Regions from separate parts of the Mus musculus genome. Here region 2 is linked to region 1. The links are chromatin contacts, called in public Hi-C maps. All regions are on one chromosome and are shown on one strand. The core of a region is the stretch at or near the end of the contact, and the rest is flanking DNA. Distances in the headings are between cores, read along the strand shown.

The links. Hi-C and Micro-C count contacts between places; a contact is called where the count stands out from the background.
Region 2: a Hi-C map of B cells shows a contact between it and region 1, with 6 read pairs. The contact joins the promoter of Dhx8 here to the promoter of Tex14 in region 1. A contact is called at or near these places in 2 of 39 promoter capture datasets (cranial neural crest and maxillary cranial neural crest) and 1 of 484 Hi-C or Micro-C datasets (B cells).

What each region holds. Positions count from the first base shown.
Region 1 is chr11:87,403,535-87,409,276 of GRCm38.p6, reverse strand. It overlaps Tex14 (testis expressed gene 14), which reads right to left and starts at 4,212. Exons shown (of 31, transcript NM_031386.2): 1 at 4,107-4,212. It overlaps Rad51c (RAD51 paralog C), which reads left to right and starts at 4,771. Exons shown (of 9, transcript NM_053269.4): 1 at 4,771-4,973. The coding sequence starts at 4,856.
Region 2 is chr11:101,729,791-101,735,244 of GRCm38.p6, reverse strand. It overlaps Dhx8 (DEAH (Asp-Glu-Ala-His) box polypeptide 8), which reads right to left and starts at 2,289. Exons shown (of 23, transcript NM_144831.2): 1 at 2,057-2,289; 2 at 1,004-1,089. The coding sequence starts at 2,204.

The DNA.
Region 1 (5,742 bases), core at 2,963-5,462:
ATGGGAATTGAACTCAAGACCTCTGGAAGAGCAGTCAGTACTCTTAACCACTGAGCCCTCTCTCCAGCCCCAGGTTCTTGCTTTGCTTGAGTTCCTGTCCTTCCTTTTAAGATGAACTGTAATGTGGAAGTGTAAGCTAAATAAACCCTTTGCTCCACAACTTGCTTTTAGTACTAGTGTTTCATCACAGCAATAGTAACCCTAACAAAGATACCACTGCATATGCAGGCCACTTGGCCCCCAAGCTTTCAGGGAGTCTCCTATCTGTCTCACATCTCAATGCAGGAGCACTAGGATTATAAAGTGCCACTGTGCTCCATTCCACAAACATTCTGGAGATTTGACCTTAAGTCTTTATGCTTGCATGGCACACACTTTACCCACTGAACTATCTCCTAAGCTCTGATAATAATTAAAAAAAAAAACATAGATGTAAAGGGCTGGGGAGATAGTTTAGTGGATAAAGGTGTTTGCAGTTAAACCTAAAGACCTGAGTTGGATGTCTGGGATCGACATGGTGGAAGAACAGACTATTAGAAGCTGTCTCTGCAGCACACGTGATCATCACTCGCTCTTGCTCTCTCTCTTCTCTTCCCCTCTGGTGTACACACACACACACACACACACACACACAAAGAGGGAAATCCCTATAGATGCTACCATGTGGATTAATCTTAAGAACATCATCTAATTGAAACAGACCAGTCACAGAAGAACAGCTACTGTACTATTTCATTTACACAAAGTATGTATTCATGAGAGCCATGCTCAAAACTGAAAGTGGAGTCTTGATTGACAGGGACTGAGAGGTTCTAGATTCGAAGTTTCAGCAGAGAATGATGAAAATAACGCACACAGGATAGAGTGTTTTTTCGTGTGTCCCTGTGCGTTGTTTTTTGGTACGGGTTAATTGACTCTAGATCGTCACATTCAAGGGAAGCACTATAACTAAGCCATATTCCTTAGCCCTCTTTCTATTTTTTGAGATGATTAGGTTTCAGCTGCCCAAACTGGACTTGTGCTCTCTCTGTATGCCAGAGTGAGCCCTGGACTTTTGATCATTCTGTCTCAACCTCTGAGTAGCTTGAACTACAAGTCTGTGCCACCCTGTCTATTGAAAATTAGATGGTAGGTGTTAACAGCATCTAGTTGCCCAAGTACACAGTCAAGTAGTTTAACTCTCCAAGATGACAAAATAAAAACACAAAGAGCAAATCCACTGCATTTGACCAAGCTGAAGATATATTACTACTTATAACTCCATTTTCTTTTTTTTTTTTCGTTTTGTTTCCTATATTTCAACTTTTATTTTCATTAAATCACCATTCTACTAAATGAGCATCCTTGTGCCAGTTATTTATGAGTAAAGCTTCGGGAACACAAAGGCGGCAAATACTGGATGTTTGGAATCACTGCTCTACTGCTTTCCTCTGTTAGTGCATCTATCTATATCCTGAGATGTTCTTGTCTTGGGCACATTATAGTCACCCAGAGTACACAGTTTAAATTAGACTCTACTTCTGCTGTGCATTCTGTGGCCTTGGGCAGACACACAGGCATGCACCCACACTAACAGTACCACAGAGAGTATCCTCACTCCCCTAAGAACCAAGCGCCCACGCTTTTGCCTGCGGCTTTAGGAGCTGCTCCTCGTTTTACTGATGCCGTGTCCTCTGGTGGACCCAGACAGTGCACAGCCTTCTCAGATTGCCTTCTCTCCGCTTGGCAGTACGTGTTTACCGTTCCTGTGGTCTAGTCATGATTTGAAAGCTCATTTCATTTACTTGAGTAATATTTTCAATATCTGGGTAGATCAGTTTTATTCACATACTAAAGGACATCTTGGTTGCTTCTACAATTAAAAACTATGAATATAGAATCTAGAAACACTATGTTCAGGTTTTTGTGTGGACAGAATTTTTTTTTCCATTTTCTCCTCCTATTTACTTATTTTATTATTGTTTTTTAATAATTTAGTTTTCAGAGCTGAAGAGATGGCTCACTGGCTGCTCTTCCAAAGGTCCTGAGTTCAATTCCCAGCAGCCACATGATGGTTCACATCCATCTGTGATGGGAGCTGATGCCCTCTTCTAGTGTCTCTGAGAAGAGTGACGTGTGCTCACATTCATAAGTAAATAAATCTTAGTAATTTAGTTTTCATTTTATGTGTATTGTTGCTTTGTCTGCATGTATGTCTGTGTGAGGTCGTCCAATCTCCTGGAACTGGAGTTACAGAGTTTTGAGCTGCCATGTGGGTGCTGGGAATTGAACCTGGTCCTCTGGAAGAGCAGCAGATGCTCTTAACCACTGAGCCATCTCTCCAGCCCTATTATCTGTTTTTGTTTTGTTTGTTTGTTTGTTTGTTTGTTTTGAGACATAGTTTCTCTTGTGTAGTCTTGAGTGGCCTCGAACTCAGTTGAGATTAGAGGCGTGTGCTACCTCTGCCTGCCCCTTTTCTCTTTCTCACTACCTTCTCACCTAAGAATCCAACTGCTTTATAAATATTAAGCCCAAATTCTCCCTGGGGAATAACATCTAATAATAACCGAATACTCATATATAAATCCTATGTAAGCTAAACAATGTACTTACATAAACCATATTTTGTCCAGTCCTACCAAGCTTTTTGAGTCACCAAATGGGATAAATACATTCTCCTCCTCCAAGGAGAGACACGGAATTTGGAGCTTGCTCCAGATAGTAAACAGTTTTTTAAGTTTATGTTTCAAGAAAATGGTGCTGTTTTTCCATCCTCATACTTTGAATGACGTGTCTATGCACATTTAAGAGCTGTGACATTCTCTACACTGTTCAAAATGTCGCCACCTTCCTTAGTACTTGAATGACTGATTTGGAGTATTTAAAGCTTCAATTCCTGAATAAAAGTCCAGGCTAAGAATCACTGGCAGGGAGGGGAAAGGTAGTACAGCAGGTAAAGGGCCTGGTTGCCAAGCCTGACAGCCTCAATTCCATCTGTCCCCAATACCACATGGGGGAAGCCGAGAACCAATTTCTCTCACCTCCAGTCTAGTAATGTGGCCTGTGTGTCACACACAAACACAAAAGAAATGTAATAATAAAGAGTCGTTGCTTTAGCTGAGCATTGGTGGCACTGACCTTTCTTTTGTTTTGGGGGTGGGGGGTTCCAGACGGGGTTTCTCTGTGTAGCCCTGGCTGACCTCAAACTCAGAAATCCACCTGCCTCTGCCTCCCAAGGGCTGGGATTAAAGGCGTGCACCACCACTGCCCGGCTTTTTTTGGGGGTAGGGGGTGGGGGTGGGGAGGTCGCTGGCCTTTCTAATCCCAGTACTCAGGAGGCAGAGGCAGATGAATCTCTGTGACTTCGAGGAGAGCCTGCTCTACAGAGTCAGTTTTGGGAGAGCCACGAAAGAAACCTACACAAAGAGGTTGTCTTGAAAACCCACAAGTTAAAAAAAGAAAAGAAAAGAACCCGGTGTGGTGTCGCACACCTTTGATCCCAGCACTCAAGAGGCAGAGGCAGGCAGATTTCTGAGTTCGAGGCCAGCCTGATCTACAGAGTGAGTTTCAGGACAGCCAGGGCTACATAGAGAAACCCTGTATCGAAAAACCAAAAAGAAAAGAAAAAAAGAAAGAAGAAGTTGTTGTCAATAAGTAGTGCAAAAGCAGGGAGAGTCGCGTATTCCTATATCCCATAATTTAGAAAGTTTAGATGCTGTCTTCAAAAAAAATGCTAGATTTTTTTTTTTTTTTGAAATGTGAGGTAGGTATGACACACTTTTTTTGGTTTTGTTTTGTAGCTCTGGCTGTCCTGAAACTCACTCTGTAGACCATGCTGTCCTCGAACTCAGAAATCCGCCTGCCTCTGCCTCCCGACTGCTGGGATTAAAGGCGTGCTGCCACCACTGCCCGGCACGACACACTTTTTTTTTATATCATCTTCCGTATTTCTTGGGCCTTTAAAGCCACCTTCCAAACTGCCAATCTCCCCAAAAGTTCTGATGTGGAAGCAGTCACTCCCGCTCCGTCAACATCCCCGGTCAACTCTACTAAAGAGGTCCAGCTCCTCCCTCGGGACACCAGAGGCCCAGGCTAGACCACGAGACGACAAGGACACGATAGCTTACTTTTCCAGCTACTTCTTACTCTAGGCAGGCCTGCCGACATGAATGCTCAGAAACCGCCACACTCTGAGGGAGCTCCGGAGTCCCGGGGTCACCCACCGGAAGCTGTGCGTGCGTGCGTGAGCGGGCGAGTGCGTGGACGCGCGCGTGGGCGCCAACCACTCCCTACCGCAGCCCCCCAAAGTGGGAGGCTGGCCCACAATCCCCCGCGAGGGCGGGAAAAGCAAGGGGTCGCCTGGCAAGGGTCAGGGGACACACAACAGACCTCCTACAAGGGTTTTTTGAATTTTTCACAGCAGGAAACTGCCAACTGGTCAGTTTCTGGTTGCTGCGTCTACTACAACTTCCATCCAGGAGGATGGATTCTTGAGGAACCCGTGAAAGAGGGCAGAGCATGGTGAGGAAATATGCTGTACAGGGTTCACTTGGCCTGGCTACCGTCTCCGCGTCTCCGGCCTCTTTTTTTGTTTTTGTGTTCACTGTCAGGCTATATCCGAAACGTGACTCGGACGAGTGAAACTAGAAGACAACCTTACATGAAACCAGTGTGTGGGATTTCCTCAGCAGCAGCAAGGCCTCGTGAGTCTAGGCCGCGCGAGCCCCGCCCCTTACGCCGCGCGTGTGACGTCACGCCACTGACCCTCCCCCGCGGGAGGGCGGGGTTTGGGTTTCCAGCGCTTTCGCGCCTCTTGCTCTACGTCACTGCGTGCGTAGCCGCCGAGCTCTCAAAAAAAAAAAAAAAAAAAAAAAAAATGCAGCGGGAGTTGGTGGGTTATCCGCTGTCTCCAGCGGTGCGCGGGAAGCTGGTGGCTGCGGGGTTTCAGACGGCGGAGGACGTCCTAGAGGTGAAGCCCTCCGAGCTCAGCAAAGGTAACGACTCCCAGCTGCCAGCTGATGCACCGCGGCCGCTTGGCGCCGCCTCCGTCTTCGTTCCGCCGCCTCCGCCAAGCCGATCTTTTGACACCGCTGAAATTCTCTTGAGCTTGGAACTGTGTGGAGCAACGTTTACTGATTGCTTTCTCCGTGCTCGCTGGATGCTTTGAGGAGTGCCTCACTTAATGGTTTAAGGAAGGCTCCTCTTGGACCAGGGTGTCCAATCTGTAGATGAAAGAACCGACTTCTCATCTTGAGGTTTCATGATAAACTGGGTTGGGAAACAATCACAAGCCATGTAATTCTCCTTGGTCAAAGATCCTGGGGGGCGGGGGGGGGGAATTGAAGTTGAAAAATAAAGGATTAGAGAAGGACTAGAGATATTTCAGTGAGAAAAGCAATAGAACATTCCCTTAGACCAGGAGAAAGCTCTAGAAAGACGTTCGTGATTCACAGGAATACTGCCTCCCCCCCCCCCCCGCCCTGGCCCCCGACTTTTCTCAGAGTTCTTTAGGTTACAGATAAGTGGGAATCACAACCGGGCAGTGGTGGCGCACGCCTTTAATCCCAGCACTTGGGAGGCAGAGGCAGGTGAATTTCTGAGTTCGAGGCTAGCCTGGTCTACAGAGTGAGTTCTAGGACAGCCAGGGCTACACAGAGAAACCCAGTCTCAAAAAACAAAACAAAAAAACCAAAGTGGGGACCACTGCATCCTTAATGTTCACAAATCCAAACTTCGTTGTAGTCACCCACTGTGCCAGTAATA
Region 2 (5,454 bases), core at 1,040-3,539, about 14 Mb before region 1:
GCCTGGGACAGCAGGAAGCTAAGTTAGACCAGAGGTTCTCAGCCTGTGGGTCACAACCCTTTTAGGAGTCACCTAAGACCATCAAAAAACACAGATATTTACATTATGAGTCATAACAGTAGCAAAATTAGTTATGAGGAAGTAACAAAACATAAATGTATAGTTGGGAGGCACCACAACATGAGGAACTGTATTAAAAGGTTGCAGCATTAGAAGGCTGCAGACCACTGGCTTGGACGATACCCAGAGACCATTTCTTCCCATCTTTTAAAATTGTCTCCAAACCCTAGACTATTATTGCTCCTGACGTCATTTTTCATTTGTTTGTTGGTTTTTTGAGACATGATTTCTCTTGTGTAGCCCTGGCTGTCCTGGAACTCACTCTGTAGACCAAGCTGGCCTCAAACTTAGAAATCTGCCTGCCTCTGCCTCCCAAGTGCTGGGATTAAAGGTGTGGGCCACAACTGCCCGGCTTGTCCCTGACGTCCTGATTCACAGAACAAGAATGTCAACATCAGGGGCTGGAGAGATGGCTCAGGGGTTAAGAGCACCAAATGCCCTTCCAGAGGTCCCGAGTTCAATTCCCAGCAACAACACATGGTGGCTCATAACCATCTGTAATGGGATCTGATGCCCTCTTATGGTGAGTGTCTGAAGACAGCTACAGTGTACTCACATAAATAAGATAAATAAATCTTTAAAAAATGTAAGTGAAGAAAATATCTAATAAAAAATTAAAAACAAACAAACCAACAACAACAACAAAAGAATGTCAGCATCCTCAGACTTACTGCCGGAAGTCCTGCGGCATTCTCCTAGGACAGTGGGGAAGGAATCTGGCTCCCTGGCCAGCAACGCAACTTTACACATTTGATGGCTTATTTACTTGATATGCACAAATCGCTCCTTCCTACTTAAAAATCCTTTAGTGCGATCAAAATTTAAATTCAGTAGCAACACCAAAGAAACAAAAAGGAAACAAAGAATCTTCAGATATACATACTGTGAATTCTGCACCATTTTTGACCAGAGAAGCCTTAAAAGTATCAAAGGTAGTATTTTTCTCAGCAAGACTGATGACAAATTCAGCTGTTAAAAAAAAAAAAAGGAATTATAAATGGACTCAGATAATAATTAAATTATAAAAGAACTCAGGAATCCGCCTGCCTCTGCCTCTCAAGTGCTGGGATTAAAGGCGTGCGCCACCACTGCCCGGCTTTGTCGTCGTTTTTTGTGACGGGTCATACCCTGATACATACCATGCCCAAGCTACCCTCAGATTATCTACGTGTGACTTTGGAATTACTAATCATTCTGCCCTCACATCCCAAGCCTGAGATCCTAGGCGCCTGCCTGGCTGTCATTTACTTTTGAGGACATTCTGAAAAAGCCCAACACCACCCAACCCTGTACCTATCAAACGGAAGTGTTCCCCTCATGCTTCTAATTCACATACTCGGCCTCTCATTTTCACAAGGGCTCCGGCTATGCATATAATTACGATCTGGGCCCCGAGCCTTTCTTATTTTCTCTCTGGGTCCCCTAGTCACAGTTTGCCCTTAAACATCTAATGACTAGTATGTGAGAGATAAGAAGATGTAACTAATTTAAGAGCACGGCTCAAAGCACAAGCTCGAAGTAGATGCTGACTACTGCCTGACTGTGCGAAGACCAAACAAGATAATGTAGATGAAGAGCTACCCATAATATCTTGTGAGCTTCTAAAAATTACTGGCCGTAATTACAACCATCATCTTCGCGGGGGCTGCTGCTGCTGCTATTGTTAAAGCTATTTCGCCCCCCAGAACTGAAAAACAACAATCGAGCAGAAATTGCTGCCCCAGCCTTCACCGGCAGCTCACAGAAATGGTTTCTAATAGCTCGGACCGGATGGTTCTCAAGCAGAGGCCACCGCCACAGGTTCCCGGAGCCCAAGTCACGATGACACACACACAGACACAGACAGACAGACACACACACACACACCATCAACCGCTTCTCTCCTGCCTCCCTCACCCCCAAAATCAAAAGCCATCGGGACCTTCCTCCAGCTCACCCAGATCCTTGTCGTTGATGCCCAAGTGATTGTCCAGCTCCGTGCAAACCTTCGACACCAAAGACAGGTACTCAAGTTTAGCGAGTTCTTCCGCCGGGCCGGGCTCCGAGCCCATTAGGACCCCGGCGGCGGCCACGGCTACAGCCATGGCTACAACTTCCCTTTGGTCTCCTTCCGGCCGGCCAGAACGCGAAGCCACAGCTTCCACTTCCGGGTCGGCGCTCGTCTCTTTTGTTTACAGGGACGTCAAGTAAAGTTAACCGTCTTTGTAAGGATCAGCGAGATCTGGCAGGAAGTTCCCACAGACGGGCCAGACGCACTGAGTTACGCTGTTCGTTCAGTGGCGGCCTCTAGCGGGGGGGAAGACTCCACCCGCCTTTAGGTTTTTTTAAGGATCAATCTCAGCGCGCCTCTGTGATCCGTCAGCAGAGGGCGACCGTGGCCTGCGCGACTGAACAGCGCCTCGGAAAAGCAAGTTGGCTTGTCCTTGATCAGCTCAGTTCCTGACCTCATGGCAAGTGATCTCAAGTGACCTTACACCAGCAGACGCTAGATTCTGGCTGCTTATCTGTAAACTCGGATAATACGGTCTAAATGAAATAGATATGCAAAGTGGCTGAGCCACAGTAGGCACACTGAAAATATTAGTTGCTGTTATAACCCCCCCAAACTGCGAGTGGTCCAGCAAAGCTTATCTCAAGCATTCCTGTTGCCAAAACCCTCAGTCCTCTTAAAATCTGCTTCTCTAAATGTCAGCTGTGTTGTGAACCTGAGGTCATAAATTCAGGTGTCCCAACTTTTACTTTTCCCTTTGGCAGAACCTTGCAATGAAGATGAAGGGTTTCCCATGTCTTAGTATTCTGTGTAAAAAACAAGAAAATACTTCCTCTAAGGTGAGTAGCCCTCCCATCAGTCAAAAGACAGAAAATGAGCCCCCTCTGCTACTGTTGGCTGACTCTGTTGCACTACTGTGTCTTTGAATTATTGGGAACACTTCAGTGATAACGAGTTGCAGGGAAGCTGGGCAGGCTGGTGCTCTCCTTTAATTGAAGCACTCGGAGGGCAGAAACAAGCTGTTCTCTGAGACTGAAGTCAGCCAAAGTTACACAGTGAGAACCTCTCTCAAAATTGCAGGCAAAGGACTATCACAGTAGTTCCGTGTTTCCAGGTTCCCAAGGATTTAGTACATTGCCATCTGAGTTCCTGATGCCCTTCCCTTCCTTATAACTTACTTGTTTTTATTTCCTATACATGGTTTTGCCTGCATTCATGTCTGTGTAAGGATGTCAGATCCCCTGGAACTGGAGTAACAGATAGTTGTGAGCTTCGGTGTGAGTGCTGGAAATTGAACCCAGATCCTCTGGAAGAGTGACCAGTGCTCAGAACCATGAGCCATTTCTCCAGGACTCACTCCTTCCTTCCTTCCTTCCTTCCTTCCTTCCTTCCTTCCTTCCTTCCTTCCTTTCTCCGTGAACAGAATGAGAAAGTCTGCCCTTGATGCTGCTTGCTTATCTGCCAGTATGGAGTTAGGTTTCAGGAGTTAATTCCACTTGACCCTTCTTTCTCTACATCTCCTTGCTACTAAAACTTCATATTTCTATCCAGCTGCACTTTTAACACTTAACAAGAAGAAAGGACAAAGAGATTGGGAGCTGTTTTTTAAAGCTCTATCAGAAAAGACTCTAAATTGGACATGGCTGCACTCGATTTTAATCCCAGTACTTGGGAGCTAGAGGCAGGCAGATCTCTGTGAGTCCTAGGCTAACCTGGTCAACATAGTGAGTTCTGGGACAGCTAAAGCTAAATGAAAAGACTAATATCCCAGGTGTAAATCATGCCTGGTAAATCCCAGCACTTCTCAGGAGACAGAAAGTCAGCCTTAGTAACTACATGGTGAGTTTGAGGCCAGCCTGAGCTACCTAGCAAGAAAGACCCTATTAACAACCACACAAAAACGCTATAGAATCATAACATGTAGTCATGGTAACAACTTTCAGAATTGTTTGAGAATTGCTGTGTGTATGTCTCAAGAGTAAACATGAACAGGACACTGTAGCCACCCGCGGCCACACGAACTGGGGGAGGCTTACAGGACAGTGTGTTACATTTTATCTTCTTTTGAGTACTGGGGTTGTAGCTTGTTTGGTAGAGTGCTTGGTTAGCATGCAGGGAGCACTGGGTTCAAACCCCCCCCCCAAACTATGTAAAAAGCAGATAAGGAAGAGCTGAAGAGATGCCTCAGTGATTTGGGGGTGCTGACTGCTCTTCCAGAGGACCTGGGTTCAATTTTCAGCACCCACATGACAGCTCACAACTGTAACTTCAGTTCCAGGAGATCTGACACCCTTTCTGGACTCCATAGGCATTGCATTCACATGGTGCACAGACATCATGCAGGCAAAAGACTCATACACCTAAAATAAAGATAATAAATCTTTTTTAAAAATAATAGGAAGAGGCAGGCGGATCTCTTAGGTCAAGGCCAGCCTGGACTACAGAATGAGTTTCAGGACAGCCAGAGCTACACAGAGAAACCCTGTCTCAAACCCCAACCTCCCCTCAAAAAATAAATTATTTCCAGGCCAATAAAACGGATCAGTAGGTCAAAGTGGGTTCAGATCCCCAGACCCCCATGTGTAAAAGAGCTGACCCCTGCAGGCTGTTCCTCTGACCTTCGCTCACCATGACATGTACACACCCACACCCATAAATGCAATGTGTTTACTATATTATAATAAATAGAGCAAACAGGTATTCCTGTGGCCAGAGAGAGGACGGCTCAAGAGCACTCGCTGCTCTTGTAGGATATGGGTTCGATTCCCAGCACCCACTAAGGTGGCTCACAAATGCCTGTAACTCCAGTTTTCTTTTGTTAAGATTTATTTATTTATTTTATGCATATGAGTACATCACCATCGCTCCCTTCAAACACACCAGAAGAGGGCATCGGATCCCATTACAGATGGTTGTGAGCCACCATGTGGTTGCTGGGATTTGAACTCAGGACCTCTGGAAGAGCAGTCAGTGCCCTTACTTGCTGAACCATCTCTCCAGCCCCGTAACTCCAGTTTTGAGGGATCTGAAAGGCCTTTGGCTTTTTCTACAGGTCTGAAACCGAGCCACTGAGAGAAACACCCGTGTTCTAGAAGGCAAAAATCAGAATTACTTAGCTTCCAAATGTGTGACTATAACCCAACGGTCATTGTCTTTAAGGCAGGAAGCTTCAGAAAAAATGGCCTGACCCCCACTAGCGAGCCTTTGAGATAGCCTAAAGTCCAAGAATGACCTGAGTCCTTCTGTCTAGGAACTCACGGGGAGAGACTGACTCCCAGGACTGAGCTGTTTTTCCCTTAAACTCTTTTCCCAACCTATTTATCAGATTCGTATTGAACATCTAC